2 separate regions of the Danio rerio genome follow, and region 2 is linked to region 1. A link is a contact called in public HiChIP or PLAC-seq data. All regions are on one chromosome and are shown on one strand. The core of a region is the stretch at or near the end of the contact, and the rest is flanking DNA. Distances in the headings are between cores, read along the strand shown.

Region 1 (3,467 bases), core at 81-2,580:
AAAAACTCACTAACACAAAAAATGTAGAAATGGTTTCTCTATTTTGGTGAAAACTGCATTATTTTTTATGACAAGGTTGACATTTGCATGGAATTGCCCATATATTTTCCTTATTTAAGTACAAAACAAGTTTACAAATTAATATTGTTCTGATCCCATAACTCTGTGGTTAGTAGTTTGAGAAAATATGAACAGATGTTTTAATATAATGTTAAACATATACTTTCTCTGGGAATATCTGTGCTGTGTTTTTACTGCAAAATGTGTTACAGATGTGTAACACAGCTATAACGCTGGAAACGCTCATTTATTCACTTTTCGATTTTCCTATAAGAGATTCGCAAATACTTTTCTGAAATTACATTATTAAAAAAAAAAAAAAAAGTCTTAATGTGCAAATACAGAACCAACTTTACCTCAATCTAAAATTGCCTAATATTTCAGAAGTTCAGTGGAAACCCTGAAGCGGCAGGTTATCAAAATACTCTTCAGAAATGTTTTAGGAATTATACGGATGGAAGAAGACAATTTTGAGTGAATAATCCCTTTGGATCTGCAGAAAATATCATGTCACCTCTTGTATCCTGTTATCCGTATTGTAGCTGGCAGTGGCTCCCTCATGGCCTCCATGAACTCCTCAAACTCTCCATCAGGAACAATCTTTAGCTCTTGATAGTAGTGCTCAAAGAGTTTGTTTTCCTTGACAATATCAGCATATCCAGCACCCCAAGCCTACCAAAAGAGCCCATGTGAGCACACTATTTAATACAGGTATTGGATTTAAAATTTATCAAGAGATCCCATTGATTTATTTTTTTCTGACAGTCTTTCTAAAGTGATTATATGCTGTGTGTATTCTTCATACACCATAAACAAATGCTGGGTTCCACACAATTGATTTGTGTTGGGATAACATGAAGGAATTAAGTTAACTTATTAGTTTTCACAAATTTAAGTAAGTAGATTGAACATAAAACAATTAAATTGTCACAAAAAGAATCTCAAAAAATGTGTTGTTTCCACTTATTTTAAATAAGTAGTTAACGAAGAACAAGAACAAACAAAATCATATTTCTGAGTGTAGTTTTCATGTTAGTCTTAGAAATTAAGGTGCAGTGTTGGCAGTGCGTAGAAAAGTAAGCAGCTAGAGCAGCTAGCAAACTCACAGCATCATCTCTGCTCCTTTTCCCTTCTGGTCTTCCATCTCTGTACTGCTGTGGTCTGTTTTTATTTCTCCTGCCCATGTTAGCGACGCATATAACTCTGGATATAAATCTGCGCTGTTTAATCTTGCAATGCCTGGATAGCTGCACTTCTCAGCTCCTGTTGTACTCACGTGTTCGTGACGCGATCTAAACAAGCGCACACTCGACTGAAAGACCCCTTCCATGGTGTCTGCAATATTGCCTGACTTCTATGCACGAGGCGCGCTTTCTCTCTAAATGGTAATATTTTCATTATAAACTATCAGACTATAAAATGTATTTAATCTTCGGGAGTAATAAGTATATTGGCGATTTTAAAAAAATATTTTACAACGTTCATTCAACTTTTTTTCCTAATTATTTTTAAATGAATTGATTTTAAAAACAACAAACATTTAAATGTAACGTTATTAATGCATTTGTAAATGTTCTACTTAAAATATAAACAAATGCGTTTATCTTAAAGTAATCGAGTTAATTAAGGTTTGTATTTAAATGTTGCTATAAATATAATAAATTGCAAATCGAATTTCTGTAAAGTTATAAGATATGATTAACCTGCAAAAACAATAATCATCAAAAGGCGGTTTTTATGCCATCAATGATCGACAGAAACTCCTTTCATTAGCATGTAATCGTTTACCTGCCCGCACGATCTTTATTTATATGTTTATGTATGTATTTTATTTACATTTATTTATTTATTTGCATATTTACCCAAATATTTAGGTTAATTTATTTACTAATTAACTTAAATATTTGGGTAGTTATTTGTTGTTTTTGCAGGTTTCGTCCTCCACACACACACACACACACACACACAAAATTGTCAAATAATTTTTTCGTCCAATATAAAAAAGGGAACGTAAGGGGGAAGAATATTTTCTTGTATATGCCCCGCCCGTTACGTCTCCTGATTGGCGGAAAACATGTGGTGGTACTGATGGGCGGGGTTTCAGATTTCTCCATGGTGTCAGACTGTTTCGTGCATCTACTGTGAACTACGTGTAAGTTGCCGTCTTATTCTTAATCGGTTTTGATTAGCAACTATGGACGCTCTTCTGAATACGTTATTTTCTTCTGAGGAGGAAGAATTGTACGTTTTGGATTGCTTATCGTATCTGATGATGGCCATGGCTCTGATAACTTTTGTTGCTTTACTCTTTGAGCATGTGCCCTATGGCAGGTATGCATCCAGCAGGTTTGGATTCCCTGTAAATGTCAAGTTGGCTTGGTTCGTTCAAGAGCTGCCTTCTTTTTTGTTGCCTTCGAGTTTAGCTTTATGGAGTTCAAGTTCAAAAATAATCCACCTGCCCAACCAACTCCTCCTGCTCATGTTCGTTTGCCATTATATGCAAAGGTAGGTTTTTTATTTGTTCCAACCATTGGTTCCAACATATACACAATTTCAATGTGGTGATTTCATTGGCCAGTGAACATTTCCTGCTTGTTGTCAAACTATTTCATATTTGTAACAAGAGGCATTTCATTCATAACTTGATGTTATAACAGCTACCATAACATAATTTATCAATATGTGAAACCTTTTGGACTCTTAGAAGCTATGGAAATTTTAAATTGTAAAACAGGAATTAAGTCAAGACCATTGCCATTGTTTACCTCGCTCAACATGTTGACAAATGTTTCCTTATTGTCTTGCAAGGGGCAATTTTATGCACTATAATTTGTATATAAAACAACTGAAGCATGTATTTCTGTTTTAGGTCTCTCATCTACCCGTTTTTAATTAGAGGAGGGAAATCAACACCGTTCATCTCCCTAGTACTAGCCTTTGTCTTCTGCATCTATAATGGGTACCTCCAAGGTAGATACCTGAGTCACTATGCTGATTACCCAGCTGATTGGGTTACACACCCCTGCTTCATCATAGGTAAGTGCAAGTATGTATTTATTCACAGTCTAAAGCAGATGTACTCAAAAGACTACACTCATAGAAAAGAAATAGCATTTTAAAGACATGCAGCAATGTGATATCCTGTATGTTCGTTGTACTACATGCTTTACACTTTGCATTGTGTAAATGGCAGATGGTCCTCTTAGCAGCATGAAAAACAAACATTAAAACTGTAAACCAAAAAGCACCCCAATAACAATAAGAGGAGTTGTCATCATGTCAGTGAGTTTATTGAGTTCAAGTTCATTCCTGAGACCTCTAAGTTGAAGGGATTTACACTGGGCTGGGTATAGGGTTGGTGTATATATTAAGTCTATAGGTAAGTCTAAGGTAGTCTATATTAAAAA
Region 2 (3,267 bases), core at 344-2,843, 270 kb before region 1:
TGAAACTCCTTAGCGCCAAATGGAGGACTAACTGCTGTAATTAAATCATTAAATCCCGCTCTCCGCTTCGCAGGACACGAAGAGAATTGCCTAACCAGCTCGCCAAACTCATTTGCTACTCAAGCATGAAATTATGACTTTTTGGATAAATAATTACAAAGCTAACATCTGATAGCAAGGTGCACCCAGGGGGAGGATTAGCGCAGACAGGGGTGTTAGCCCTCATTACCAGCCGTGGATGAGAGGAGGAGAGAGAAAATATACTGGGATGGAGAGATAGGCTGTGGTTTTAATTGCAGGCTTCTCTGGTTGGCTCCTTATCACAACCTCTCAGAGGGATCAAATGGCTCCTCTGAATGGAGCATTTCATTAACCTGTCACCTTATCACGGGACAACCTGTGTGATGCTAATGTGCAAATTACCATAAACGGGATCGTTTGTTTCCCTGTTGGACATTACTGAGACCCTCTCTGGCACGCCGTGTGAACGCTTGTGTGTGTGCGCGCGCGCTGTGAGAGGGAGGGGAGCGATGATGATGATTCTCTCCGCTCCATCAAATCACTATTACACTCCATTATTGCCTTCTTCACGACTCCACACTACCAGACGTTGAAGCCGCTTATACATACAAACTCCTGAGCCGCATGCGCGTTAAATAAAACATGAAATATTGACTGGAGATAGATAGGTTATGGCATTGCGCAATCAATAAATGTCAGTGCATTTAATCGTAGATGGAGTTAATAAACACTGTACAAAAATGCCGTTTTCTATCCTATTTACATAACACTTTATTTAAAATGTTCATAGATAATAATTATATCAAGATAAGGAAAACTTGAAGCATTTATTATATATCAGTTAAATGCACAGACCGCTTAGATGATGCAAACATTTCATATTGATATGTGTAACTAAATTACATAATTGCACTATAGTAACAAGTTTATCAGTCTGTTTGTTAGCGTCAAATGTCACTTAATTCATAAAATCATGAAATTTAAAATACTTTAAATATTTTGTAACAGAACAAACTTGTCTTAAAAACACTGCTAAGAAGTTTTTAACTGTATTTTATCGTTTTATTTTTGTAAAATTAAGATTTTTTTCTTTTAATTCTTTAATTTTTTTTAAATATAGTACACTGTATTTTATTCATTTAGCCTATTAATTCGTGTGTTTACAAAAGTAAGAATAGTTAACCAGACAACTCCACTAGCATTTTTGCATTAATTGTGTCTCGTTAATATTAGCTATAAGCTTTATTAATTAAATTATTTACCTTAAATTAATATGAAGAAAGTTCAGAAATGCATAAATGCAGTCATGCCCAGCAACACTGCTCTTAACATTTTATAATGCAAAACTATTTATTTTATGTTAAATATTTATATATTTGTTGTCACATTCCACATTTTTACGCGAACAAGGCGTATATGTAACTAAGCACTTCGTTTACACTGCCACAAAAACACACAATAACACACACTGCAGCCTACTTATCGCGTGGCCCCGGATAGGAGGGGCCTCGCGCTTAAGTATCATGCCAATCAAGCCGTCAACTTCAAATTGTGAGAGGTCCAGAGGGTAGACGCATCACTAGACGTTCCTCCTGAAGAGACCGCGCTTCTGCACCAAGCGAGAGTTATTGCTGTGATTGAAAGTGGATTGCCCTTCTCTCTTGTAAATCTCCGACAGAGTTCCTCGGGAGTTGGACATGTCGTTCCCCCAACTGGGTTACCCACAGTTCCTAAACGCCTCCCAAGAGGTGTACGGAGCGGAGCGCACGGGTGTAATGCCGTCCTCTCCACGCGAGGGAAGCTCGGACAACAGCGCAAATCCCGCGACTGCAGCGGCTGCTATCACGCCGATGCTCGGCATGTATGCGAATCCGTGGACCGTGCAAAATTATAGCGCCTTCTTACCTTACAACAGTGCCGAGCTGGCCCTGCTCTCTCAGATGGTAAGACAGTTTATATATACATGTTATAAAGTATTTTACAGTGGTAAATATCTGTCTAATATATATATATATATATATATATATATATATATATATATATATATATATATATATATATATATATATATATAATAAGATGAATTAAACTTTAAACATTACATTTTGCATTAAACTATTAGTTTTAAATGTTTATCAGATGTATATTAAATGTTTTATATGGCAGTGTTTCGAGAGGTTAAAAATATAAACGCAATCTTTAAAATAATCGGAATTGAACGGATTTAAAAACTAATGTTTTTAATTAAAAACAACAAATTGTAATTTGTAGTTGTTCTACTTTCACAGACTAAAACAGTTCTGCATACATAAAAGAAGAACAAGAGACAATGACTGCATTTATTTTTAAGATTAATTAGCGATTTTTTTAATTCTCTAACATTTGAAATAATCTCTATTTTGGCACTGTAATTATCGAATAATAATTATTAAACTTTATATTTCCAAATTATAGTTCTGCATAAGTAATTTTATTTAGGTTTCCAGTGTTTGTTTTAAAAGTAAATCACTGCTAGAAGTTTGCAGCAACAGTTCATTTCTCGTGTTGAAATACTACTTTAACACTTTTCAAAATAATACCAAAATAGAAGGAACGACATTCGTATTACTCTTTCCTGTGCATGTCTACAAACCTACTGATAATTAATTTTTCTAATCCCCAGGGGTCGCAGTATGAGCTGAAGGATAACCCCGGGGCTCATCCTCCAGGATTTGCAGTGCACGCTGCGCCCGGTTTTTATCCATACGGCCAGTATCAGTACGGTGATCCGGCCCGGGCCAAGAGCGCTACCAGAGAAACCACCAGCACACTGAAAGCATGGTTGCAGGAACACAAAAAGAACCCGTATCCCACCAAAGGTGAGAAGATCATGCTGGCCATCATCACGAAGATGACCCTTACGCAGGTGTCCACCTGGTTCGCCAACGCGCGCCGGAGACTCAAAAAGGAGAATAAAGTGACCTGGGGTCGCAGTGCCGAGGACAGAGACGGGCGAATTTTCGACAGCGACAACGAGGATGATGCGGACAAAAATGACGACGAGGAAGAAATCGATCTGGAGACCATCGATATGGACAAGGCGGAGGAGCCCAGAGTGGACCAGAACAAGGAAGCAGCGAATAACCCGCACGCGATTGAAAACATTGAAACACCGCGGATATTATCTTCCCCAGCACTTAAAAACACGGACAGTCCTATGTCGAGTGGTAATAGAGAACAGAATGTGGTCAAAAGCGTTGGTGAGGT

The links. HiChIP or PLAC-seq counts read pairs in DNA pulled down with a chosen protein or histone mark.
Region 2: a contact with region 1 is called in an H3K4me3 HiChIP or PLAC-seq map of embryo, with 4 times the contacts expected there. The contact joins the promoter of irx1b here to the promoter of nsun2 in region 1.

The regions. Positions count from the first base shown.
Region 1 is chr19:30,274,932-30,278,398 of GRCz12tu, reverse strand. nsun2 (NOP2/Sun RNA methyltransferase 2) reads right to left here and starts at 1,330. Exons shown (of 19, transcript NM_199711.1): 1 at 1,167-1,330; 2 at 575-732. The coding sequence starts at 630. It overlaps srd5a1 (steroid-5-alpha-reductase, alpha polypeptide 1 (3-oxo-5 alpha-steroid delta 4-dehydrogenase alpha 1)), which reads left to right and starts at 2,163. Exons shown (of 6, transcript NM_001076653.1): 1 at 2,163-2,565; 2 at 2,930-3,096. The coding sequence starts at 2,255.
Region 2 is chr19:30,547,562-30,550,828 of GRCz12tu, reverse strand. irx1b (iroquois homeobox 1b) reads left to right here and starts at 1,593. Exons shown (of 4, transcript NM_131823.1): 1 at 1,593-1,964; 2 at 2,684-3,267. The coding sequence starts at 1,719. The region is part of intron 2 of LOC141379111 (a long non-coding RNA gene); the gene reads right to left.